Linked DNA regions of Sus scrofa: regions 1, 3, 4, 5 and 6 are each linked to region 2. The links are chromatin contacts, called in public Hi-C maps. All regions are on one chromosome and are shown on one strand. Each heading gives the region's core, a stretch centred on a gene start, on an enhancer-like site or on the middle of the called end of the contact. The rest is flanking DNA. Distances are from core to core; before and after follow the strand shown.

Region 1 (4,155 bases), core at 321-2,820, 190 kb after region 2:
GAGCAGGATTTAGACACCCAGATGCAATATAATCCGGGGGGAGGGGTGAGAGAGGAGGAGAGTCTGAAAAAAAAAAAAGGTCCAGAAACAGAAAAGACACTGGAGAAGAGTGAGTGGCTGGGCTTTCCACCTGCAGGTTAAGCTTCTTCACACCCACCCCCTCCTACCCTGGCTCCCGAAAGTCATTTCCTGGGGGCTGGGAGGAGTGAACCCAAGGCCAGAGCAGATAAACAGGCATCCTTCCCAACAGAGAAGGCGGCAGTAAAATCAAACGCTATGATTGTGGAAGAACGACACAGCCATTACCCAGAAGAGGGTGAATAGTGGTGTTTTGTTTTATTATTAGCAGCATTATTTAAATAACAACACACGTGCAGGGCTAGATGGAGCCAGGGGCGTAGGGAAGAGCAAGAGAGGGTTACCCTGCGCATGTGCATGGGGTTTCTACTCTGCACTAACCACGGATCCGTTCTGTTAATTCCCTTTGACCAACAAAGGCAAAAAACTAAGCGATGCATTGTTTGTCTTATTTTTAGGGTTTAGGAAACTGAAGATCTAAGGGGAGGAGTCACGATTTATTTAAACTTTGGTCTTTTGTTGTTGTTGTGGCAAACTTTTTTTTTTTTTCCCCACCCCACGGCATATGGAAGTTCCTGGGCCAGGGACTGAATCCAAACCCAGCTGTGATGACCTACGCCAAAGCTGCAGCAACTGCCAGATCCTTTAACCCACTGTGCTGTGCTGGGGATCGAACCTGCACCTCTGCGTCCACGGAGCTGCTGCACTCAGGTTCTTCTTTTCTTTTTTTTTTTTTTTAATGACTTTTATTTTTTCTATTATAGTTGGTTTACAGTGTTCTTTCAATTTTCTACTGTACAGTATTCTTTTCTTTTTTTTAAGGGCCGCACTTGCGGCATATGGAAGTTGCCAGGCTAGGGGTCGAATCAGAGCTACAGCTTCTGGCCTACACCACACCACAGCAACTCGGGATCCAAGCTGCATCTGCGACCTACCCCACAGCTCACCGCAACGCCAGATCCCCGACTCGCTGAGCAAGGCCAGGGATCGAACCTGCATCCTCATGGATGCTAGTCCGATTTGTTTCCACTGCGCCACAACCGGAACTCTTGCACTCAGATTCTTAACACACTGTGCCGCAGTGGGAGCTCCTGAACTTGGGTCTTTATGATGTGCCAGCGGGTCTTCTCCAACCGCTGAAGTTCAAACAAGTCAGGGCCATCAGAAGAAACACTTCTGTTTTATAAAACCAAACTGGACCCCGAAAGGGAGCAGTGACGGGCTCCTTATCAAATGGTGACTCAGAAGAGAACGTTCTGGTGGCCAGCAGAGACTGGGAATGAGCATCCTACTCCGCCCACCCTGGAGCACTGTCTTCACTTCTCCCCCAGTGTGTACTCAGCCTTTATGCTTTTTCCTCCCCCTCTAATGTGTGAGCACTTGGAGAACAATATCGAACATTATTCATCCTCATCTCCCCAGGCCCGGGATAAGGCTGAGCCCTCCTTAGGCACTGCCCACCTCCGGGAGGCCCCGCCCATGTGGCCTGAGATGGGTGGTCAGTGAGTGATGGCAAAGGAGGGTCCTGCTCCAACCAGCCTCCACGTGGCTCCCAGTCCCAGTTCACACCTCCCACGTCTACATTCTCAGGGCGCCCTCTTCCCCGGGACCTCAACACACCGCCTTCTCATCACCGTCCTGGGTACAAGGCTTGTATTTATCCCCGGAGCTATTCATGCCCAGGAATGGTTTTCCTCTTAGCTTCTTTGAAGTGACCTGATCAAGTGAAGTGAACACATACTTGGAACAGAATAATGTGCTTCCTTTTCTAAATAAGATCTCCTTATTTACAAAATGTAGCTCATAAAACATCTTTCACAGATAATCAATACTAAGGTTTTTTGTTTTTTTTTTTTTCCCGTCATCGATTGCTTGATTCTCTGTCCAGGGCTCCTGGTCAACATGATTGGGCCGGGCTCCTTCAGCGGGGGCGTGACTGCCTTCTGGTGGCAATGGGACCTCTCAGCCTGTTGCCTCAGGAAATAAGGCAGAGGTCCCATATTTTGGAGGATATATCTCTTCGTGGGAAGAGAAAAATCGTTGCTCTGCATTCCAGCTCCTGGGCCATTTGCACCAGCTATTTTGGGGAAGGGGAAAGCCAGGCTCCCAACCATTTCCCCAGAGAAAAGACACCAATGTCAATGTCAGCCATTAGGAAACATCATTAAAGCAGATGAGAAACGGGCTGTGGACGTTTTTATGAGCCCAGAATACTCTGCTTGGAGATTTTATGGCGACCACAGGAAGCCGGGGAGACAATGACATCCACACCCTTTTCTAGAGTCTGGTGAAGAGCCTTTTTTTTTTCTTGTGCTCAACAGAGTGTGTTTTTTGAAAGGGAAAGTTCCTGTTGGGGGCCACATCCAGCTAAGCCTTATTCAGAGAATTTGTTGATCTGTTAGAGATGGGATTCTCCAGGCCAAGTAGCTGTGGGCTCAGTGCCCAAATCCTTCCAGAACTGCAAAGAAGATTCTTCTTTTTGATTCCAGGATCCTCTGGGAACTAGTCTTTGGAGATTGCTGTTCAGTTGAAATCTCTATGTTTGCAACACCCATCTGTCATCTCTATATCTTTGTTTTCTTCCTTTTTTCACATGGCAAAATGAAGTTCAGAAAGGTTGGGAAACTTGCATAGACACATCAATGGTAAGCAGTGGAGTCAGAATCTTTGACTCCGCCTTTTCTTCTGTTCCATCATGTTGCCTCTCTACCAGGCCCAGAGATGCAGATTTAAGGCAGGGATAGGAAAAGGGCTGCACAAATAAAACTGTCCCCAAGTGAGGTCTCCAGGGTCTATGTTTAGGTCTACTAGCTCAGCACAAATATTTTGCTCTGAAAATCAGGAGTTGTGTTTTTAAGGCATTGATCTACACAGTGAAATAAGAGGGAAGTTCTAAACAGTTTGCTTTCTGCCATCATAGTATCGCAATGGTGTCTTTTCCCTGGAGTTCTAGGAGAGGGAAGAGACAAATTATCCAGAATATTCCTGAAATGCAGAGCTTTCCTTTTTATATTGACATCTTGTGGCTGTCCTGTGTTACTGCAGTCTGCATTGCCTCATGAGCCGAACATTTAATTTTAGTAACATTTATTTTACTCTTCCATGCATGAATTGAACTAGGCATTTCCAAGCACCTGGTAGGTACCAGGCACTGTGCTAGGCACTTGAGAATATTAGGATAGACTTACAGAAGAACCATGGGAAAGACCAAAAGACAATACTACAGCAGCTCACTACTGATGAATACAAGAACTATAACTCAGGGAGCACCCGCCCTGCAGGGTATCAGGCACTCAGTAATAACTATCTGGTCTGTAATCATCATCTCACCATCTCTTCACAAGGACCCGACCTGGTGACTACACTCATTCACATTTCAGATTTGAGGAAACTAAAGTGAGATGAGATTATTCAAATTATCCAAGTTTAAAAAAAGCTTGTAAGTGGTGAACTTAGGTTTTTGAAAGCTGATTATTCCTATCTCAAAGTCAGAATTACACTCTTCTGTGTGCAGATCACAAGTACTGATTAATTCCAATGATGAGGTGACATTGGAGAAGGACTTAGAGAATGGCCATGTTTCTTCTGTGAACCCATGAAAATTTAACCCATGATAATATTAGCTTATCGAACTTTCCAGATGTCAACCTGTTAAATTCTATTCAGCTTAGCGTAATTGCCCCACCAAAGGAAAAACAAAACAAAACAAAACAAAAAAAACACCTCTGGTAATATCGTCATGCATATAATTTAGCTAGATTTCCTGCACAAACTGATAGATACCTGCATTTACAAGCCATTGGAAGTACTATATTGTAGCCTGCTTATTTTATCTAATACATTAGATTTCTATTGCTATCTACCTAATTACCACAAACTTTGTGGCTCAACCTTTTATCTCATTGTTATCTAGATCAGCAGTCCAGGCAGGCTTGATGGGCTCTGTGCTCAGGGTCTCAAGGTGACTGTGGGGCTGAGTTTGGGGCTGGACTCTCTGCCTGAGACTCTGCTTCCAAGCTGACTCAGGTTGTCGGCAGAAGTCAATTTTTTGTAGTTGTAGGACTGAGACCCCCTTTT
Region 2 (4,041 bases), core at 684-3,183:
GGATCTGGACTCTGAGCTCCTGGGTGGCAGAGACCAAATCTTACTCACACTTGGATCCTTAACCCCCAGCACAGGGGCTGGCTTATAGTAAACCTTCATAGATTTTCTGGAATTGAAAAATATATATCTATTCCTAAAGCAATCACGTGAGCTGAGCAGGGCAAGTGTGAGGCTTCTCATTTTACAGTTGGAGAAAGGGGGGCCTAGGGAGAAAAAAAAAAAATGTCTTGACTCAATTTTCATTCAAAATCAAAGACCCAGATAGGGTTGGACTAGGGTCTCCCAAACCCCTAGTTATAAAGCACTGTTGCTGGTCACTGAGCAGAGGAGGCTGCGCCTTTCTTTCTGACCCATCAGCAGAGGCTGCCTCCCGTCTGGTCTGGTCCTGAGACAGGCAACAGCACAAGAGTCTTCATGGGACAAGGATGGAGAGATCCTACTGAACAGTCACGATGATGACCTGGGGGGACAGATGAGTCATCTAGGGTCAGGGACTGAGCCCTAGGCAGGTTTGCCAGGAGGAGGACCGTGAGGTGTGCCAGGAGGCCTGGGGCCACTTCTTGAGCTTCTTTTCAAACCCTGTGGCCTTGTGGTGTCCTCTCTGGCCAATCTCCCAGGAGCTCCTCATCTCTGGAGTGATTTGTTTGTGCATAATTGTAAGTTGTAAATATGGTCTGTGGGCATAATTATTCAGAGCTCTCTTTTTGACTCAAAAGTGTCCCAATGTAGGCAGCACATTACATGGTCCCCTTCCCCTCTCCAACTAGATAATAGGCCAACACGCATGTAAAAACTCGGAGGCCTCCAAGAATCTTCCAAACTCCCCTTTCCCAGGCCCTTGACTATTTTTTAAGTCTGTTTCCCAACCAGATGGCTTGATGTACCAGGATACACTTGGCGAAGGTCTGGAGGTCCAAGCCTCTGCCTGAATTCAAGCCCCTTTCGGGTGGTGGGTTTCTGCCTAAGCCAGCGGCCTGGCCCCTCCTGGGGAAGCTGAGAATAACTGGAATGAAAAGGCATCCCTCAGCTGAGTCTCAGGACTGAATGCCTTTGTGGTCCACGTGTGTGTTGGGGGAGGGGCGCCAGGAGAAGAGGGCTCTGGCTTCCGGCCAGAAGCCTTGCAGGAGGTGCGGGCGCTGAGGTTTGTTTCTCTGGGCCCTCTGGGCACTGTCTTGGGAGACAAAGAATTAGTGATTACACTGGGTCTTTTGGTCTGAGTTAAAAGTTGCCTTCGGCTGCTCTTCTGCTGAAAAATACTCAAAGCTTTCTTGGGGGGGGGGAATGGAGGGTGACACCAACTAAAAGCCAGCAATTGTTTCTTTTTTAATGGGGAGGAGATGGCTGGGAAAAGATAATGAAACTAATTTTTAAAACTCCAGGCAGCACCACGGATGCAAGCGCATTTTCAACAGAGCAAGCTTATCGCTCGGGGCACCATCTGAACAGCGGTGTCCTGATGCTCGGAGGATGCCCGGCTTTCTGGGGAAAAGCTCCAGGAAGATGAACTAGGGAGAAGGGAGTACACTAGGCACTGCTGGAGCTGCCTGGGTACTTGTGGTCCCGCGACTCCTGCCCAGCCGCCTGCAGCAGGGCGTGGAGTCCGAGGAGGCCTGCGGCGGCGCGGGGACCCTCCCTCCCAGCGGCGGGTGCGCTCACTCCCCACCCCCGGGCGGCGGATGGATATTACATTTTGTTTACCTCTCCCCGGCCGAGCCACCGAGTGGGAAAGCTAGCGCCCGAGCCGGGGGCCGGGAGCTGCCACAGTAGTGGCAGCGGCCGGAGGGCGCCGGGAGCTGCCCAGGGACTGGCAGCGGTGAGGTTGATTGATGGGCCCCCGGCTCAATGAGGGGGGCCCAGGCGGGGGCGGGGCGGGACCGGCTCTGGGCTGAGCCAGTCGCTGGTGCCGCAGGGGGAGACGGGGATGGGGGGGCGGAGGCTTTGTAGAAATGTGTCGGTGACATTGAATGGGGAGACCGAGCGCGAGCGAGGCGCGCGCGCGCACACACGCGCACACACGGCCCGGCTTGCTCCGAGATCCCCGGCCACGTAAGTAACTATTAATACCGTCTCGCCCAGAGATGCGGGCGTGCTGAGCTCGGGGATTGGCCTCGGGCACCTTCGGCCGTCCCTTTGAATTTTAAATACACGTTCCTCTTACCTCCGGGAGGGGGAAGACCAAAATTAAGAAGAGGAAAAGCCATCAGTTTTCTCCAAACAAACCCCGCCAGGCAATTTGGGTTGAGGGTAGGGGGAGACGGACTGGTGGCACATTATTCTAAGGCAAGATCCAGTGATCCAGCGAGAGAGGAACGGCGCCAGTTGACTGGGCTGGGGGTGCATCCCCTTCCAGTGCCGGGAGGACACCCCCCCACCACCCCCGAAAGCTCGTGCGGGGGAAATCGGAGACCATTGATCCACCCTCGTCTCTGCGTACACTTCTCGCTTTATTCGGAGGACGATCTGGAGCGCGAGCGAGCAGCGACAGCATGAGCCGGTGCTGACCTCCGCCCGGCGGGCCAAGCCCTGGGCTTTGTTGCGGTACCTGCGCCCGGCCCGCAACTCCTTGCCTAGCTTTTGCAATCTTTTGTTGGCAGCGCTGACCGCTCTAAGTTAAATGCTCCCTTGCTATTTTTTTTTTTTTTTTCCAGTCTGTTTGTTTAAATTTTGGAGAGCTCTTGAGATCTTGGAAAAGCCTCAGACGCCACCTACAGTTAAAACGTAGGTAACTACCCTCTCCGGCACCCCCCCTTCCACGCCCCCCACCCTTTCCACCAAAAAAGGGGGTGCAGCGCGGATTCTGTTTGCGGTGCGGCGTGAGCCGGTACCCGTGCTTATTTCCTTTTTGTTTGGTTTCTAACGCGCTGAGACCAAGCCGCCGCTGCGCGCTCCCCGAAGATTGCACAAACTACAGCAGGGCTCCTCCGCCCGGTTTGCGACTCGGAAGCCTGCGTGGGGATCGCTTCGGGTGACCCGGCGCTGCAGCTCCCCCACCTTAGCAATCTGGTTACTGGTCTAGACCCACGTTGGAAAAGAGAAAGAGAGAGAAACTAAAAGTGCGAAGATTCTGCGAATCGCTAGCTGCTGTGGGGTAACAAAAGGACCCGAGTTGCTTCCGACCGAGGACCCCCGGGAGCCGGGCTCGGAGCAGACAAGGTGCCCGGCGGCGCCCATCTGGGGGCTTCTAACTCTTTCTCCACGTAGCCCCCTTCCCATCCCCTCCCCTCTCGTTTCCTTTTAAAATCTGTGGCACGGAGGCGCCTGCAGCCGCACTCGCCAGCGACTCGTCTCTCCAGCGGGTTTTTTTGTTTGTCGAGTGCGATCCCCACACTCATGAACATACACAGGTCTACCCCCATCACAATAGCAAGATATGGGAGATCGCGGAACAAAACCCAGGATTTCGAAGAGTTGTCGTCTATAAGGTCCGCCGAACCCAGCCAGAGTTTTAGCCCGAACCTCGGCTCCCCGAGCCCGCCCGAGACTCCGAACTTGTCGCATTGCGTTTCTTGCATCGGGAAATACTTATTGTTGGAACCTCTGGAGGGAGACCACGTTTTTCGTGCCGTGCATCTGCACACTGGAGAGGAGCTGGTGTGCAAGGTAAAGAGCCCGGGGTTTGCTTTTGCTTTTTTTTTTTTTTTTTTTTTTTGTCTTTAAAAAAGATTTCCCCGGCCTTTTGGAAGGGGCGGGAGATCGCCAAGCCCTGCAGTTCGGGGGAGGGAGATTCGTGGGATAATTATCCGTGGTCCCTCGTTAAATGGGGTTATTTATTTATTTGTTCATGTTCGACTAGTTGGGAAGTTTTTAGAGCGATTCAGACAATGGGGCAGCCAGCGGCGGGGGCGTTTGGGGGGAGAGCCCGCGGCAGGGAGGACGGCGGGATTGCGCGGGGGCCACGGCCACGCGTGCTCCTAAAGGCTCGTGGAGCTAGTCTGCGCGAGCCAGGTCCCGCGGCTCCGGGATTTCTCCCTGGGTCTAGCCCCCTCCCCTTCCCACGCGGAGCAGGGAATCCCCCGCTCATTTTAAGGCACTGATGACTCG
Region 3 (4,196 bases), core at 1,658-4,157, 170 kb before region 2:
AGCACAGAAGGTCTCTGGTTCCATCCCTTATTACACGGATAATGACTTTGAGGCCCAAAGAAAGGCTATGTTCCCTCGGATCATACATGGAGTAGAAAATGCCCCAATGATTGAGAGCAGTTTTATAGAGTATCTTTACCCGACTCCAAGGCAAAACTGAACAGACATGAGAAGTAACACCGCCAAAGCACAGAAGATTCAAACCAAGTTTTCTTTAAAAGAGAAGATCCCTCCAGCTCAGCCTGGACAAGATCGACACTTTCCAGATTGGTTTCTCACTGTGAAATATAATTCCTCTGAAATAATCTCCTTTCCCTGCCCAACTTCCTATAAGAAAAGGCATCAGGGGTTCTCCTTATGGCTCAGCAGGTTGAGAAACCCAACACAATGTCTGTGAGGATGCTGGTTCAATCCCTGGCCTTTGACCCCTAGCCCAAGAACTTCCCTGTGCTGCAGGTGTGACCATAAAAAGAAAAAAGAAAGAAAAGGCATCAGTATACTCAGACAACATGGGTTAAGGATGTTACAGTTGATAAAACTTTATCCTGAAGGCAGTGCAGGAATTAGGGTCTCCATATGTCAGACAAGGGACAAGATGAAGTACTGTCTTTTTCAAGGTGGTGGGCTAGTTGCTGTATGAGGAAACCTTAAGCTCGTGAAACCACTGAGATGTGACGTCTATCATTCTAACCCTAGTCCGACGTGGGTTCATACATGGATTCTCAATGCATTCCTTCCCTCTAAGGGTCTATAGTTCTCCAGGCTTTGAAATCGCTTGTCATCCCTGTCTAGAAGATGAAGCACAAAATAGCATGTGGAGGATCCCAGAAGAGGTTTTTCTTTTAATTTATTTTTGTATTTTTACTTATAGTTGACTTACTATGTGGTGCCAATTTCTGCTATACAGCGAAGTGACCCAGTCACATATATATTCCTCATTTTATCTTCCACCATGTTCTATCCCAAGAGATGGGATATAGTTCCCTGTGCTGTACAGTAGGACCTCACTGCTTATCCATTCTAAATGTCACAGTTTTCACCTACTAACCCCCATCAAGAGAGATTTTAATGGCCCATGTCTGAAAGCAGAAAATACAGCTTCTGCTCAAGAGTCCATCAGCCAGAATCCAGGTATCTAGTCATACCGGGTGTAAAGAGGTTGGGACGAGAAACTTCTCGGTGTGCTCAGGAGGAAGAACAAATTGGTTTTGGTGATTTTACGGAATGTTTGAGTGTCTGTCATAATCATCTTGATTGGCCAGTATTCCAGGGAGTGACCTGAGCTGGGATTCCAACACTATTATTTTAATGATGAGTGCAAGGTCCTTTTCAGGACTGCATGCACGAATATGTCTTAAGTATCACCTTTAAGGTGGTGAACCAAGCTTCTTTGCTCTTCTGCCTCTCCTGCTAACCTTGCTTATTACTGTCTTTGGTAGCTTGCAATTTCTGGAGACACTTCTTGCCCCATAGAAGGGTTAGCTCCATCTCACTGCAACGGAGCCCAATACCACTCTTGTTATTCAGTGTCCTCACTCAGATTACTCTGGCACCTTTATAGGAATCTGCCCACGATCATCTCTGTTAAATATTTATTTCATCAGCATTTGACCAAGGGCCTGTTTTGTGTTAGAGGCTACCAAAATTCTGGACACTGGAGATCTGGAAATAAGTAAAAACCAGAATTTGTGGTAGAAGAGTTCACATACTGTCTAGTAATCAAGCTAGGAAGGTAAGGGATTAAAAATGAGGTTGACAAGTATTGTGATAAATGTGGACATAAAGACTAATGTGAGTACAGGGAGAATGAAACTAATTGTGCCTGGGGAAGCTTTCAAGGTGGAAGCAATTTTCTACATAAAAGTTGAAGGATAAATAATGATTCTCAATGAGAACACATTATAGGCAGAAGCAAAATGTTGTACCCGTCACAAGGGCGGGATGATAATGAGAATTTTAACCTCCATGTTTCTTTAGGGGTATGATGGTGGGGAATGGTAGGAGACCTTTTGAATTCATAATTTGTGCCCAGGCTGCAAAAATTTGAATGGCATATGAAGAACTTCAAATTCTTGTCTTATCGCATTAGGGGAGGAGGGGCTGAGTTCTATCTCATTTAAACATTGGTTTTCTAAAGTTGCTTTCTGATCCTGTGCTCATCTCTTCTTGCTTCCCTCTTGACCTAAAAAAGAAGTGAAAAATTCTATATTGGGACGTTAACCAAGAGCACTTAGCCATCCATCCAAAGTTTCCTTTCTCTCCCTCATTCCCTAGGCCATTTTCAAAGTACTCATCTATTGTCAGGTCCTGAGCCTACCTACTCAGAGATGTGTATCAAATCACTGCCTTCAAGGGGTTCATGATCTTATAAAGGAGGCAAATAAACAGACAAGCACAGCCCAGTGCATGGGATAGAATATGCCTCAAAGAAGCTGGGGGAACACCAGCACGTGGTGCCCTGACCAGAATCCATTTGGCGGGAAGACATGAAGATATGCTGCCTGTCCAATTTCATTCCAGAGGAGCTGTGCTTCATCGAACTCCCCGGCAGGCTGTTCTTATTTTGCAGAGGTTCTAATTACACTGCCTACCCTGAGAATAAGTTTGCAAGTTACATTCATCTAAAACCTTGAGAGAGTATGAGTTCATGGAGTGGCAATGGAGAGGATTTGTGACATTTTATTATGGTGGTGAGGGGGTCCTTCTGGTGCCTTTTAAATCATTGATCAGTATATATTGTACTAATTTCCAGAGAGTCTGCCCCTGACTGCTGGCCAAGGAGATGTAGAGATATGGTCTTGTGGGAAGACCAAGGCTTCCTGCCGGAGGAGCACGCCTTAGAAGCCACAGAAGGGGTACTTCATCATCCTGCACCCTCCCACTTTAACGGTGCCTCCTGGTCCATGGCCTGTCTCTCAGAAGCAATGACACAGAGCTTTTTGTCTCCAGAGTGCACCAACCATGTCCCTGTGGTTAGTAGATGCATTGGTTTTGCAATGAAAGGCTAAATGAGCCTGAAAGGAAACCATGACTCTGACCTTAGAGGATTTCATGTTCTCAACCTCACTGAGTCATCAGTGAATTTATGAGCCAGGTGAGGAATTTCCAGAGATGAAAGAAGAAGAAAAATTAGTTAAGACCATCCGTTTTCAGATCTGGACACATTCTCCCATATTCCCATACCTAATTTTTCACCTCGTGAATTTTTCACGGGTTCTGTTTTTCACTTTTCAGCTTGTTTTTAGAGCAATATGGGTTTTATTCTGGCTGGGATCTGACCTTTCTAATTAGAGCTGAAATAAATAATCCTTGCCTTAAGAGCAATGGCATCTTCAGCCTGAACCGTAGGGTTATCCCAGGTCATTGAAATGAGAAGCATTTTGCTTAATGGAATATCTATTGGGGCCAGTTGATTTTCTATGCCTGTTGTTTTCATCAATGTATGTAAATTTACACAATTCTGTGAATTTCTTTCTTCATGTGTGCTAGTCCTTTTAGCAGCATGTGAATTTCATAATCTCGTTTCTAAACAGAAGTCTTTGTTGAGCCACAGTTTACCCCACCTAACTTTCATACGTCGTTTCATTGTTCATCCTGTAACCTTGCTAACTACCTTCTCTTACTGCTCTTTTAGTGACTATTCTAGGTATCGCACCATGCATCTCACCATATTACAGTCTAATGCAAATGACTGCATTTACTATACCCACGGTACCGCTGGAAACCTCCAGCTCCCCGACTTCCTCTCCACTCCTGCCTCATACATGATTGACTATTAGGCCTTTTCATTTAAATTTCCAGGACGGTCCAGCCCCTGCATTTTTTACTGTCAATATTGATTCATCTACCTCCACATCTACTCTCTACAGTGTTCTTCACTCCCGCAAACATTTTCATGTTTTTATTAGGAACTATTTTCCTTCTTCCAGGTGATAGATCGCCTTTGCTCTAGTATATCAGAAAACCTCTTTATTTCATCTGTATGTTTAAAGGATATTTTTATTCTATATGAAATGCTAGGTATTTATTTTCTTTGTATTTATCTTGCTTGAGGTTCATTGCGTTTCTTAATTATTAGGATTGATGTTTTTCATCAATTTTGGGAAATTCTTGGCCATTGACTGACTATTTCTCTGGTCCAATGCCTCTTATCCTTCTAGATCTCCAATTACACGTATGTGAAAAGGTCTGCACAC
Region 4 (3,880 bases), core at 169-2,668, 210 kb before region 2:
AATTGCCTAGTCGAGATTCAAATCTCAGCGTTGGGACTTCCCAGTTAGGTGACCTTGGAGAAATGACCTGCTCTGTCTCAGTGTGATTTGCTTCATCTTGAAGATGGGGTGATCATAGTTAGGTCAGAAATTAATGGAGAATAGCTATAAAGTGCTGGGGCCACAGCCTGGCAGGCAATGGGGTCACTACCTTGTATTTTCCCTTTTAACTCTCAACCTTCTCCACCCTTCAATTTCTCACCATAATCAGTGCCATTCCCCACCCACCATTGGACATCATGGCATCCCAGTGTGGGTGCTCATAGGGGATGTGGTCCATAGGTACATAGGAGAGTCATACTTGGACCCTGCCCTTCACGGTGCTCAGTATACAAGGGAGCCAAGTGCATTTTTAAAGTGATTCCTGTAAAAGCAGATCACAACGCACCCCAAGGCAGAAGTTCATGGAACCAGGCATCTGTGAGTGGAAAGTATCAAGGGACAGGGAAAAAGGAGAGATTCTTCTAAACCGAGAGATCCCAGGAATCCCTGTGCCAGAGCCAGGCTTGCATCTGATGGTCTACTATGAGCCAGGCACTGTCCGAGGGAATCTGAGCCATGTTTCTAAAAGCAAAACACTCACACTATTTGCACAAGTGTTCCTCGACTTGGTTTGTCTCTAACCTTGGAGGGTCATTACCCTCTACAAGCTTCCATTTCCTCAATCCCTAAAATATGGCAATACTCCACGTTGTTCTGTAATGTGTTCTGAGAGGAGAGGGGGAGGTGAAAGGGGATGGAACACGAAGGAGGAGGTTAAGGCTTAGTGACCTGGTGGGCATGTGGGTTTGTCCCATTTAAAATCTTATGTGAATGTGAGAGACTGTCATGGTGCATAATTACACATGTGATGCAAGAAAAGTGGGTGTTCAATTAGACGAAGGACCTGATATTTTGTGTGGATTTGACATTGGCACCTTGAATAAAATGGATGCTTTTGTCCTGAGATCAAGGTGAGCAACTGAGGCAATTCCCAGCCTGGAAGCTTCCACAAGGAATTGAAGCACATCCCGCAGCCACCAGCCTGTTTCCTCACACAGCGCACCCTCTATTACACTCTCAAATGTCTTTGGCACAAGAAACACACAAACATGTATTCGCAAAGGGCAAATGCCATACAAATGACACATTTTCCTGCAAGATGTGGGGTTTATTGTGGCTGGGATAGGCCTGAAGGCTCAGGGTAGAACCCAACTGGAATGTTTCTCCAGAGTGGTGTCTTTTATTCCTGAAGTGAGTCCAGAGATAGGTGCATATTTTGTTTTAAATAGTGTTATTGAGCAAATAAACCTGAGATGAATCTCCCATTAAAATAAACATGATATCACCTAGAAACTGAGAGTCTTTGATACCATTCCAACAATGGCAATACTCTGAAGGCTGGATGGACCTTTAAACTCAAAGTTAGCTCAGTAATTGTGTGTCCGGAAACAGTGGAGGAAAACTCTTATTGGACTTTGAAAATTGAACCTGAAGATTTCAGGTGCAGTTGTTATTGAAAGGATCGTTCTGATACAAGTAAGGTAATTATTTAGGGCAGATGCTTATTCATTTATTCCGTTGAGACAGTAACTTTATTCTGGGGTTTTCTCCCAAGAATGTTCTCAAAATTGTGAAAGGGTCGTAAGAAGCGTCGCATAGCCCACTTCCCACAGCACTTGAAAAAATAGAGACAAATTATAGCTGCGATAAATATGTTGTCATACCAGGAGAAAAGTTTAAAACTTGCTGTTTTGAACTCATTGTAGTCTTACAGAAACTTTACAAAGAGTACAGCGAGTTCCCTCCTACCTGTCAACCCATGTCCCCTAACGTTTACGTCTTATGTAATCCTGGTACAATTAACAATGACCAAATCCAGGAAGTTAATGTTTCCAAACTAGAGTTTAATTGAATTCCATTTGTTTGTCCATGAATGAACCTATTCTGTTCCAGGATCCTATCCAGAATCCTATTTTGCATAAAACTGTTATTTTTTCCTTAATCTCTTCCAAGTAGAAATTTCTCAGTCTTTCCTTGTCTTTTATGATAAGGGCAATATTAATAGTGTATGCTGGCTGAGGAAAGAGGGACACTGAAGGGCGTGTGCACACACGCACACACACACACCCGCGTGCGAGCACTATGACCTCACCTACACAGAGAGAGACAAGAGTAAAAAAATATTAGGATGAAACGCTCAGTATAGTAACAGGACTTAGTCTATCTCTGCATGGGGGCTTACAAGTAATTATTTCCCTGCTACTCTTGCTTCCTCTATTTTTTTAAATGTTATTATTATTATTATTATTTATATTTCATTTTATTTTCCCACTGTACAGCAAGGAGGGATTGGGAGCTTCCTCTATTTTTAAAAATATCTTTTCCAAAATGATCCCTCCAAATTTAAAACCAGGAGGAAAATACTCACAAAGTATAAAACAAAACTCTAAGGTGAAGAATTTCACTATGTCAAAGGCGTTGTTCTCCCCTTTAGTCTGACTGAGTGATACGTCATCGGGTGTGTGAAGGTGTGAACAGAGCACCCAGACAGGAGTGGCTCAGGGCTATCAGGTACTGAGTCTCCGCCTCCAGAATGTCCCAAGTACAAGCGACCCCTGGAGAAAATGAACAACGAGAGAATCCATCCAAACTGGATTTTCTTGGCAGAAGAAGGAGCCACTAAGGAGGAGTGGCCCTCCCCTTCCCTGTCTCAAGCCCCTCCCCTCACCCCCTGCAGCAGTTTCGATGAGAACACCACCTGGACCAAAGATGGAGAAACAACTTTGCTGCAGTCACCTTCTAGTCAGAAGGTTCTAGGAACAGAGGATAGGTGTCCCTGATCACAGCTCAAGAGGGCTTCAAGGACACTGCCCTCCTGCTGACTGACTCTTCATCTTGGCTATTTTTGTCACCACTAGCTTGTCATCAAAGTGGATGGCAGCAAAATCCTGAAAAAGAAGAGTCCCTTGTCTTTGCGTGCAGAAAGGAAGAGGATCTCCAGGGAGAGGGGCTCATTCATAACATAGTTTGGGAGAGGGGACTTTAGGCAAAAAGGCTAGGAAAGCAATCTCTGGTGCCTGCGGCCACAGAACAAAGGACAGAGGAGGAGGTCTGCCTGGCTGGACCCCAAAGGAGACTGCAGGAGAGTAAAGAGCAACAGCTTTTTTGAGTCTATAGATCTTGGGCTTGGAACTTTTTTACCCACAGGTCATAATGTTTGTCATTTATTGAGCATCTACTATGTTCTTCATTGCAGTGTTAAATCTGCAACAACACTGCAAAGTAGGTGATACAAATCCATTTTACTAACAAGGAAAATGAGGGTCTTACAGGGCATGTATTTGGAATTATGCAATCGGAGATGCCATTTCCTCCTCTGTGTGGTGAAAATAACAATCCCTGGCCCCCAGAGCTGTTGTGATTAAATGAAACACATAAAAGAAATTGAACACATTTCCTAAAACCCAATAGGTCCTTGGACGCCCAGATTCCTCTGTGATGCTGTCTCTGGGACATTGTGCCTGAAGTGCAATCTAGTTTAGATTTTTTAAATTTAAGCCAAGAAACCCAAGAAACTGCCAGGGACAGAAACTCTTCTTGGAATCTTCCTGAAATGCAAACAGTTTAAAGGTCGCTGAAAACTTCATCCAGTATATATTTATATGTGTCTCGTAAACTCTTGAGGAGAATTTTCCAGCAGACGGTGTTGTCCCAGGAGACTCTTTGCTGAGGCTCCTGTAAATAATTTTTTGGTTTTTTTGGCTTCTGCTTCTTGAAAGGAAAGGGGAACTCAGTGAAAAATGTTAAACAAGGCCACAGATATAAACATATTTAAAAATCACCAAATACAATGTTTGAC
Region 5 (3,827 bases), core at 208-2,707, 150 kb before region 2:
AAGCTTCCCCCAAAACCAACAGCCGCTTGCCCGAGAGGCTTTCCTTTCACTGGAATAGCTTAAGGATAGGTCATCACTGACTCATATCTCATAAACATGCTTTACAAAAAAGGACTTAGTGTCAGCTGGGATTTATTAAACTTTAAATTAAAACAACAACAACAAAAACCCAAAAAAAAACACCTACGTCCTGAATACCCAATAGCTCAAAACCCACAAATTCACTGGCTCTCTTCTCCCAGCATCTTTTGGTGGTTGGTAACCCAGAGAAAAACACACACCTCATCAACTCCCATCAACCACTCTCCTCCCTTAGTGGGGAAAGCAGCACACACGGAATCCCTCTGCAGAGATGCACATGTGAGCACGTGTGTGCACTCACACCACCAGCCCCGGCCAAAAAACCCGCGAGGATTTGTATGGGGATTCCAAAGAAAATAAACTGCTACATTTATAAATGACAAATGAAAGAAAAAGTCATGCTATGTCAAGCTAGAAATACACATTTTTAAAAGCCAGACTTGTTACTTTAAAAAAAAAAAAAAAAAGAAAAAGAAAGTGCTTTGGCTGAACTTGCCAGAGAGACGCAATGAAAACCGGAAAGAAAATAGGATGCCTGGTCAATGCAATAATTCAATTAAAATGCATTGTTCTGTCTCTGGCAAGCATTCATTTGCTTGCAAATATTACATAAAATTCTGTTGTCATTGGTTCCCTGAGTTCATGGAAAGCATCACGTCATTTCATTGGATTGTCTTGTATTTTCAGTGATTACTTTAGTGGGCTCCTGGGAAAATGGAAAGGCATGGAAAAACTCTAGAGACTTCTTACCTTTACTTTTTATAATAGAGCTTATAAAATCACTGAAGAGAAAGAAAAAGTGAGATTATTGCTAGAACCTAAAATAAGAGATCACATCCTGTACTTTATGTTCTAAAAGGCATTTACACGGCTTCTCACACCAAAGGGTGGGCTGGATTTGAACAACAATGATAATAAGTGATCTAAGATTCATGAAGAGACTCCTTTAAGCTCTTGTGTTGATAGTGTATTTTATTAGAGTAGCACTCTTTGTAACAAACACATGAAAAAAGATATAAAGGCAAGCAATATGACAGAAGTTTATTTTTTCCTCACATAAATCCCCAAATTTATGTTCCTCATTAGTAGGGAAGACTTTCTGAAACCTGGTCTGCTTCCATGCTGTGGCTCTGCTATCTTCAATACATGTTTTCCAAAACAATTACAAGAGCCATCTGCATGAAGCTGAAAAAGACGGAAGGAACAAAGGCAATTATAGGCAGGAGAGTCCTGGGGACCAGAAAGGCCTCCCTGCTGTGAGCTCAGAGGGAAGAGGAAGTGGGTTTAGTAAAGATTTAGGCAATCTCTGCTGTCCAAATGAGAAGAAATCCTCTTCTTCGAGGCAGAAGGCCTGAGGAGTGTCACAGTTCTGCATGCAGCACGCACTTGGAGTTTAGGATAGATTTTCAGTAGTGATTCCAGGGACGGGCTATCAGAGCCTCACCAGGGAGTCCCTTTGCCTGAGAGTGAGTATCAAAAATGGTCCCATCAGGAGTGCCTGCTGTGGTTCAATAGTAACAAATCCAACTCGTATCTAGGGGGAGGACATGGATCCAACCCCTGGCCCTGCTCGGTGGGTTAAGAGCCCAGTGTTGCTGTGAGCTGTGGTGTACGTCACAGATACAGCTCAGATCTCGTGTTGCTGTGGCTGTGGTGTAGGCCTGCAGCTGTAGCTCTGATTGGACCCCTAGCCTGGGAATTTCCATGTGCTGTGGGTGTGGCCCTAATAAAAAAAATTAAAAAAAAAAAGATCCAATCAGTCTATCATGGACTGGAGTTTGAGTCTCATGAGTGATAATTACTATGGCCCTCTGCCCAAATGGTTTTCGAAGTGACGTTGTGGCATCTCAGAGTATTCTTTATATATATACATATACACAGGTTTTACTTTCAAATCTATGTGCATTCAATCGTGTAGAAATTCATTCCTGTATCTTTCATTTTCTTTCAAAAAGCAAGTTGAGGCAGCCTATAAAATAAATAACGTCCAATAAGAAGATATTAAATCCAGACCTTGAAAAAGTAATATTATTAAGAGTAAAATGAAATGAAGCTAGAAGTGAGGGGTTTGCACTGAATGCAGGCATGCATGTCTTTAAAAGAGAAGGTTCAACTCGGTGTTGTCAATAGGTTCATTTAACAGCAGTAAGGAAGGAAGGAGGCTCCAAGGTAATTACCTTCCATGCTGGTCTCTGAGCTTTATCCTGTCAGAAGCTCCCGTGTCCCCACAGCCATTAATGAGGACGACAGAAGAGAACATAGCTGAGAAGCATACTTATATGAGGGCTGAAATAAAGCCCTACGTTTAAAGGGAAAAGGATGAGCTGGACAATTATTACAGCAAGAAAAGAAGCTTAGTGAGGAACAGAGAAGGAAAGCACTGGCAATTTAACTCATTTCATTGTTGGGTTAGAAACAAATCGTAAGAAGCAAGCTTTGGTCATTTTGTTTTTGTTTCGAAGGAGAGATGTTAGACCCCCCTCCCTGCCATCCCCAGCTAAACTGGTGGAGAATGGGAAGAGAAGACAGGGAGGAAAGCTGAAGTGCACAAAAATCCATAAAAGGGAGCCCAGAGTTGGCGTGTTTGGCTATACGGATATAAATAGATCACAGGATTCGGAATGTTTGCAGAAGGTCTTAAGATAACCATGAGCATCCTATTAAAAATGGTAGACTTACCTTCCAAATTCTCTCAAACTGTAAGAGGAAATAAACATACACCAAGCACCAAAAGGCAGGATAAAAACGGAATGAATTATTGTATATATTTACATGAATATTTTATCACCAAGTGGGAACGTAACTAAGAAGACAGAGAAAAGGTTCAATAATTTATGGTGTGTTCCCTGAATAAAATATTATGTAGCTATTAAAATGAACATTGTGGAAACACCATAGCAACGAGTAACATTGTTGATTAGGCGAAATAAAGAAGTAAAAAGCAAGGGGCAAAAATGATGTGTGTGCTATAATCACTGTATGGAAAAACAATTGTGGGTAAGAGGCAAAAGGAAGTTGTGCAAACATATCATCTATTGAAGGTGATAGGGGTACAGAGGATTTTTTTATTGAAGGCGTTTCACCGTCGTATCATTGTTTTAAGAAGAACACAAGCAAAAATAAAAACTGTTTGGGACTCTGGTGAATAGGAACGGCAAGCATCTGGACTAGGGTGCATGTGGGTGCATGTGCAGGGTCCTTGCTGGGCCTCTGCTCTGGGGCCATCCCTTGGGCTTCTGCCTCGGCTTCTGATGCCAGAATCCAGGAGAGACCTAGCTTTGTGCTCTGGTCTCCAGTTTCCTCCTGTGCCCACGCAGCAGGCAGCTGAGAGGACTGAGTGTAGCACAGTATTTTATAAACAAGACACGATCACACAGGCTGGTGTTGATAATGGCGTGAAAACTGTAAGATGCCCAGAAAATGTTTCTACCTCTTATAACGTCCTCCTCCTCCTCAACTCTCACCTCCTTCTTCTGGTCTGTCTCTCTCCGGGTTTCTCTACTTCATGCACACTGCTCTGCTCTAGATACCTTCAGCTCTGCCCTTACTGAGCACCCCTTTCTCTCTTTGCCTCGGGGATGCTCATGCTTTATTTCATTCATCTTTCAAACCCTCTCGAGCTCCACGGAAACACCCCTTCAGGTTTCTAATAAGCCCTTGAAATGAAGGCTTTTTGTTGCGCCATCGGTAGAGCATAAGAACCTCCTGTGTGCTCAGATGATCTGTCCTGTGTTTCCGAGATCCCA
Region 6 (4,274 bases), core at 352-2,851, 240 kb after region 2:
TCTTCTTTGTAAATATATAATAAATTCTCAAAATCTGAAAAACGGAAAGAGTCTGCAAGTACTAATATTGCTTTTGCTGTCACGTTTTTCCTGGCTTTGCAGAGGTTAAAGGGATTAGTACACAGCAGCTTCTAAGCTTGGAAAAAGGAGCTAATCAAATTGGCCCACATCCCAGGGAAACTGTGAGGTCTTACTGATCATGGGTGTCAGTGGAAAGAAGCATTTTGAAGTGGGCGTGGGTGGAGTGGGTGGGGGGATGGGGAAGGGGTATTATCCAGCTCCTCTGTGACCAGGACCTGTCTTTGGGAGCTGCTTTTTTAGGGCCCAACCTCGGCATATGGAAGTTCTCAGGCTTGGGGTTGAATCAGAGCTACAGCTGCCAGTCTACGCCACAGCCACAGCAACACGGGATCCGAGCAACATCTGCGACCTGCACCACAGCTCATGGCAACACTGGATCCTTAACCCACTGAACGAGGCCAGGGTTTGAACCCGTATCCTCATGGATCCTAGTCGGGTTCGTTAACCACTGAGCCACAAAGGGAACTCCCTGGGAAGCTTCTTTTATCACAGGGTTTCTGCCTAACACAAAAAAGTTGTTCCCCTGTCTCCTCTGAATCATATAGAAAATAGGACGTATTCCCTCACATTGCTATCTTTCTTACCTTTTAAATTATTATTTATTTACTTTTTATTTGAGTATATTCAATTGACACTGTTGTACCGAGTTCTGACATACAGCAAAATGATTCAGTCATGTATGTGTATACATACATATGATGGGCTCTGAGCTGATCTATATATGTGCATAAAAAGTACTCATTTCCATCATGGTCTATCCCAGGAGATTGGGTATAGTTCCCTATGCTATATAATCAGGGCCTCACTATCTCTCCATTCTCAGTGTATGAGTCTGCATCTATTAACCCCAAGCTCCCAGTCCATCCTGCTCCCTCCCCCTTAACCCCAAGCTCCCAGTCCATCCCGTTCCCTCCCCCTTGGCAACCACACATTTGTTCTCTATTGCATCTTCCTCCTAAGCTTCCCAGCCATCCAGACAAGATTAAAGAAACCCAGGAAGAGCAGTCACTCCCTGAACATAAGCCATAGAGCAGCATAAAGAGTGGAAAGAGGGCTGCGCCGATAGGAATCCAAGGCCTGTACTGGAGTCCAGGCCAAGCGCTGGACTGGACGGTTTGGCCGGTGCGCTTCAGCTGTTCTACCTCTAAGATGTTCACAGGGCATTCCTCAAGAGCAAAAACAGTAGTGCCCTCCCTCTGTGTCCCCAGGCACAGTGCAAGCACTCAGTAAATAATTGTGTTTTACAGCTGACTCTCCTGATCATGGATTTGGTGATGTTTGAATGAGATAAGATTATTCATAATGCTTTTAATAAAATCATCATATGTGTATTCTATGAGTTAGTACCCCATTAAACTCGGTCCTTAAAAACACAGATTCCATGGGGGATACCCGTGGGATCAGTTGTATGTTCCAACCTAGCTCTCCTCTTTCCATAGGGTTCCTTAAACCAAACCAACAAGCTCTGGCTGCATGGTAGGTCTCAGGGCTGGGCGTCACATCCTCCAAGATTTAGAGCGCCTAGCTGGAGAGTAAACCAGTACCCTGTAGGCTAGATAGTCCTTCTCTATCTGACAAGGTTTTCTGTCCTCTTTGGTGGGCTCTGCAGCTCTGAGACAGCCACTCAGTGATGAAGGAGGAAGTCTGATATGTTCCTCCTGCCCTCAGCATCCACATGGCATGTAGGTTCCCAACTGCATTGCCCTCACAATCTACAAAACGAAAATAAAACATAAGCTTGACTCTCAGTAATTGGTGAGACAGCTATGCACTCAAGAATAAAACTATAAATTTAATAGTAAGAAAACATCTATAATGACTGAGATAGAATAGATGTGCCATGTGTTTAGAAGCAGGGGGTGTTCAAGGCCCGGAGTTGGCAGAAAATGCTTCCTGGATGCAGAGATACTTAACGTGGATCTTGAAAGAGGCTTTGTATGAGGAATGAGACTTGAAAGTAACTCTGGACCTCGGGCCTTGGGCAAGAAAAATAGCATACATTCATGTGTAATGCAGGCAGGATGAGTGTGGGGGCCAGGGGTGATTATGCAAAGAGAGAGCTGAAGATGAGAAAAGGCAGGTCAAGTAGGATCAGAATGTGGTGCTGCTTTTTTGTTGGTGACAGGAAGTCCATGATTGATGGCTTTTAAGCAGAGGAATGACATGGTCAGACTAGCGTTTTAGAAAAAAAATATTATTCTGGTAACAGTGTTTGGAAAAGGGATTGCACAAGCAGAGTAGAAATGGGAAATGAACCCTGTTGGGGTGTGTTACCCACCTAAGCTCTGGACTATGCCTTCCTGGACCAAAACATCCTCGGGGGTCAACATGGTCAGGTCAAGGAACATGGGCAAAACATCCTGCTCCCATTACACAACAGCTGCTTGGGGATCCACGGGATGAGTCACTCGTTACTGGAAGGAGTCTCAGTGGTGATGTTTAGGAAAAGCCTTTGCACACAATCTGTTTAAAGAGTGCAAAGGGCAAAAGACTTGGAATAATAATGACTGTCTGTGAAGCTGTCCCAAAAAAGTGATTAGTGGGTCTGGGTAGAAGTGCTGCTAAGTCCTGAATGAGCTGCTTGGATCAAATGATCCTTTGCCAGACCAAACTGATGGACAGGTGCATTCAGTGGGGCCTGGAGTACGTGCGTTTCTCTGCAACCCTTTGGCAGGTACAGAAACACAGCTTGTGCTCTTCCCTTTCTGTTTCCCATGCATGACTTTGGCTCCAGGTATCTTGTGAATGAAGAAAGTGGGTCAAGCAAAGGGTATATTGCTGCAATCTGTTAAAGAAAACCAAATCCTAATGCCAAGATCAGAGGAAAATTCTCCTGGGGAGTGAGCCAATGTCACTGTCTTTGCTTGGAGAAATGTGGCCAATAATTATATTTGAACTGTGAAATAGAACGTTTTTCCCTCCTCCAGCTGGCAGAGGGATCTGGACCACATCTGTTAAATATTTATCAGTAGCAGATACCAGTTTATCTTAGTTTTACATTCATGCACTGATCATCAGGGTTTTTATCTCATTAAGCTAGAAAACTGCGGGTGGGACCTGATTTCTCTTACAGAGACTGGTGTAAGTTGTAAACCAGAGTCAAAGACAGAGTGACCCCGGAGCAGATAAAACTGTGCACACAGATGCTTTGCCCCCAGCTGCCATATAAACATGTGTTTTTTTCTCTAGCAACTGGGGTCTGAATTGAACGTTTGTAATCTTAGCTAACTCCCAACATTTTGCAAAGGTGACTTAAACGTAAAACTTTTCCTAGGATGTGTTACGCTTCATGATATAGGTGCATGGTATTTATAACTCTTCAGCGTCATTGCTTTGGATGAGAGAAATTTGGTGGTGAGCCAAGCTCAGTGAGTTCAGCCTCATGCCCAAATTTTCTGATTTTTTTCCCCTTCAAACATTAAATATAACTGGTATGGCTTTAAACTTGATTATCTGAAACTACCATATTTAGCTAACTGGTTACTCTTCCAAAACTCCACCTACTTGATTTCTGGCAAGAGTGTAACATGCAAAAGGAACAACAGTATTTTTCCAATCTGTCCATTTAAATGATTCAGCTCATTAACTTTTCTTTCTGCCAACATTTTTCCCAACTGGAAGAATTATCTAACATGGATATGCTGAGACATGATGGCAAAGGGGAGAGCATTGTATCATGAAGTAAAAGAGCAAAATTCATGTTGCAGCTCTGCTAAAGGCAGCCATTTATCCCATCTGAGCCTTAAGTCCCCCTTCTGTAAAACTGGGACAATTACATCTGCCCTGGAGACTCTCAAGCTGCGAGGAAGACAAAATAATAACGACAGCAATGGTGGCGATCCTGATAACACAATAACATCTGATGGACACTTATTCTATTACAGGACTGTGCTACAGACCCTGCAAACATTCATCACGCTGTGCTCTGCAGAAACGTACGAGGAAGGCAGCAAAAGAGCCTGAACACGTTTCCGTACATGGAAAAGAGCTGCCAGGTCCAGAAGCTGGACGCATTCAACAGCTGCAACGTGCGAATGTTTTGCGAACTCTCCAAACAGACTGTTATAAGAATACAGTAATACACATAGGAATCCTTCCATAGCTCTTCATTTTACGTTATGTATCTGTTCATACCAGTGCGAAACACCAACTATGGATCAAGTGCCTGTGTAATCCAGGTTCTCGAGAGAATG

What was found. Hi-C and Micro-C count contacts between places; a contact is called where the count stands out from the background.
Region 1: a contact with region 2 is called in a Hi-C map of retroperitoneal adipose tissue, with 1.9 times the contacts expected there. The contact joins the enhancer-like site here to the promoter of TRIB2 in region 2. A contact is called at or near these places in 17 of 47 Hi-C or Micro-C datasets (alveolar macrophages, brain, embryonic fibroblasts and 11 more) and 1 of 2 datasets of contacts at active chromatin or transcription factors (skeletal muscle).
Region 3: a Hi-C map of embryonic fibroblasts shows a contact between it and region 2, with 2.3 times the contacts expected there. The contact joins the enhancer-like site here to the promoter of TRIB2 in region 2. A contact is called at or near these places in 1 of 5 promoter capture datasets (liver), 4 of 47 Hi-C or Micro-C datasets (alveolar macrophages, embryonic fibroblasts, fibroblasts and 1 more) and 1 of 2 datasets of contacts at active chromatin or transcription factors (skeletal muscle).
Region 4: a Hi-C map of liver shows a contact between it and region 2, with 6 times the contacts expected there. The contact joins the enhancer-like site here to the promoter of TRIB2 in region 2. A contact is called at or near these places in 1 of 5 promoter capture datasets (liver), 6 of 47 Hi-C or Micro-C datasets (alveolar macrophages, embryonic fibroblasts, fibroblasts and 2 more) and 1 of 2 datasets of contacts at active chromatin or transcription factors (skeletal muscle).
Region 5: a Hi-C map of retroperitoneal adipose tissue shows a contact between it and region 2, with 2.4 times the contacts expected there. The contact joins the enhancer-like site here to the promoter of TRIB2 in region 2. A contact is called at or near these places in 4 of 47 Hi-C or Micro-C datasets (embryonic fibroblasts, heart right ventricle and retroperitoneal adipose tissue) and 1 of 2 datasets of contacts at active chromatin or transcription factors (skeletal muscle).
Region 6: a contact with region 2 is called in a Hi-C map of liver, with 4 times the contacts expected there. The contact joins the enhancer-like site here to the promoter of TRIB2 in region 2. A contact is called at or near these places in 1 of 5 promoter capture datasets (liver), 18 of 47 Hi-C or Micro-C datasets (alveolar macrophages, embryonic fibroblasts, fetal heart ventricle and 10 more) and 1 of 2 datasets of contacts at active chromatin or transcription factors (skeletal muscle).

The regions. Positions count from the first base shown.
Region 1 is chr3:124,003,431-124,007,585 of Sscrofa11.1, reverse strand. No RefSeq gene overlaps it. Among named protein-coding and RNA genes, the nearest start is that of TRIB2, 190 kb to the left of the region's middle. Within about 2 kb of position 1,570, at least 6 of the 83 cell types and tissues checked have an H3K27ac peak or open chromatin away from gene starts, as enhancers often do. A contact at or near this core is called in retroperitoneal adipose tissue, where this site is marked.
Region 2 is chr3:124,194,145-124,198,185 of Sscrofa11.1, reverse strand. It overlaps TRIB2 (tribbles homolog 2), which reads left to right and starts at 1,933. Exons shown (of 4, transcript XM_021087824.1): 1 at 1,933-2,046; 2 at 2,649-3,600. The coding sequence starts at 3,331.
Region 3 is chr3:124,362,897-124,367,092 of Sscrofa11.1, reverse strand. No RefSeq gene overlaps it. Among named protein-coding and RNA genes, the nearest start is that of TRIB2, 170 kb to the right of the region's middle. Within about 2 kb of position 2,907, at least 2 of the 83 cell types and tissues checked have an H3K27ac peak or open chromatin away from gene starts, as enhancers often do. A contact at or near this core is called in embryonic fibroblasts, where this site is marked.
Region 4 is chr3:124,399,884-124,403,763 of Sscrofa11.1, reverse strand. No RefSeq gene overlaps it. Among named protein-coding and RNA genes, the nearest start is that of TRIB2, 210 kb to the right of the region's middle. Within about 2 kb of position 1,418, at least 9 of the 83 cell types and tissues checked have an H3K27ac peak or open chromatin away from gene starts, as enhancers often do. A contact at or near this core is called in liver and omental adipose tissue, where this site is marked.
Region 5 is chr3:124,340,496-124,344,322 of Sscrofa11.1, reverse strand. No RefSeq gene overlaps it. Among named protein-coding and RNA genes, the nearest start is that of TRIB2, 150 kb to the right of the region's middle. Within about 2 kb of position 1,457, at least 8 of the 83 cell types and tissues checked have an H3K27ac peak or open chromatin away from gene starts, as enhancers often do. A contact at or near this core is called in retroperitoneal adipose tissue, where this site is marked.
Region 6 is chr3:123,953,623-123,957,896 of Sscrofa11.1, reverse strand. No RefSeq gene overlaps it. Among named protein-coding and RNA genes, the nearest start is that of TRIB2, 240 kb to the left of the region's middle. Within about 2 kb of position 1,601, at least 14 of the 83 cell types and tissues checked have an H3K27ac peak or open chromatin away from gene starts, as enhancers often do. A contact at or near this core is called in embryonic fibroblasts, liver, mesenteric adipose tissue and 1 more, where this site is marked.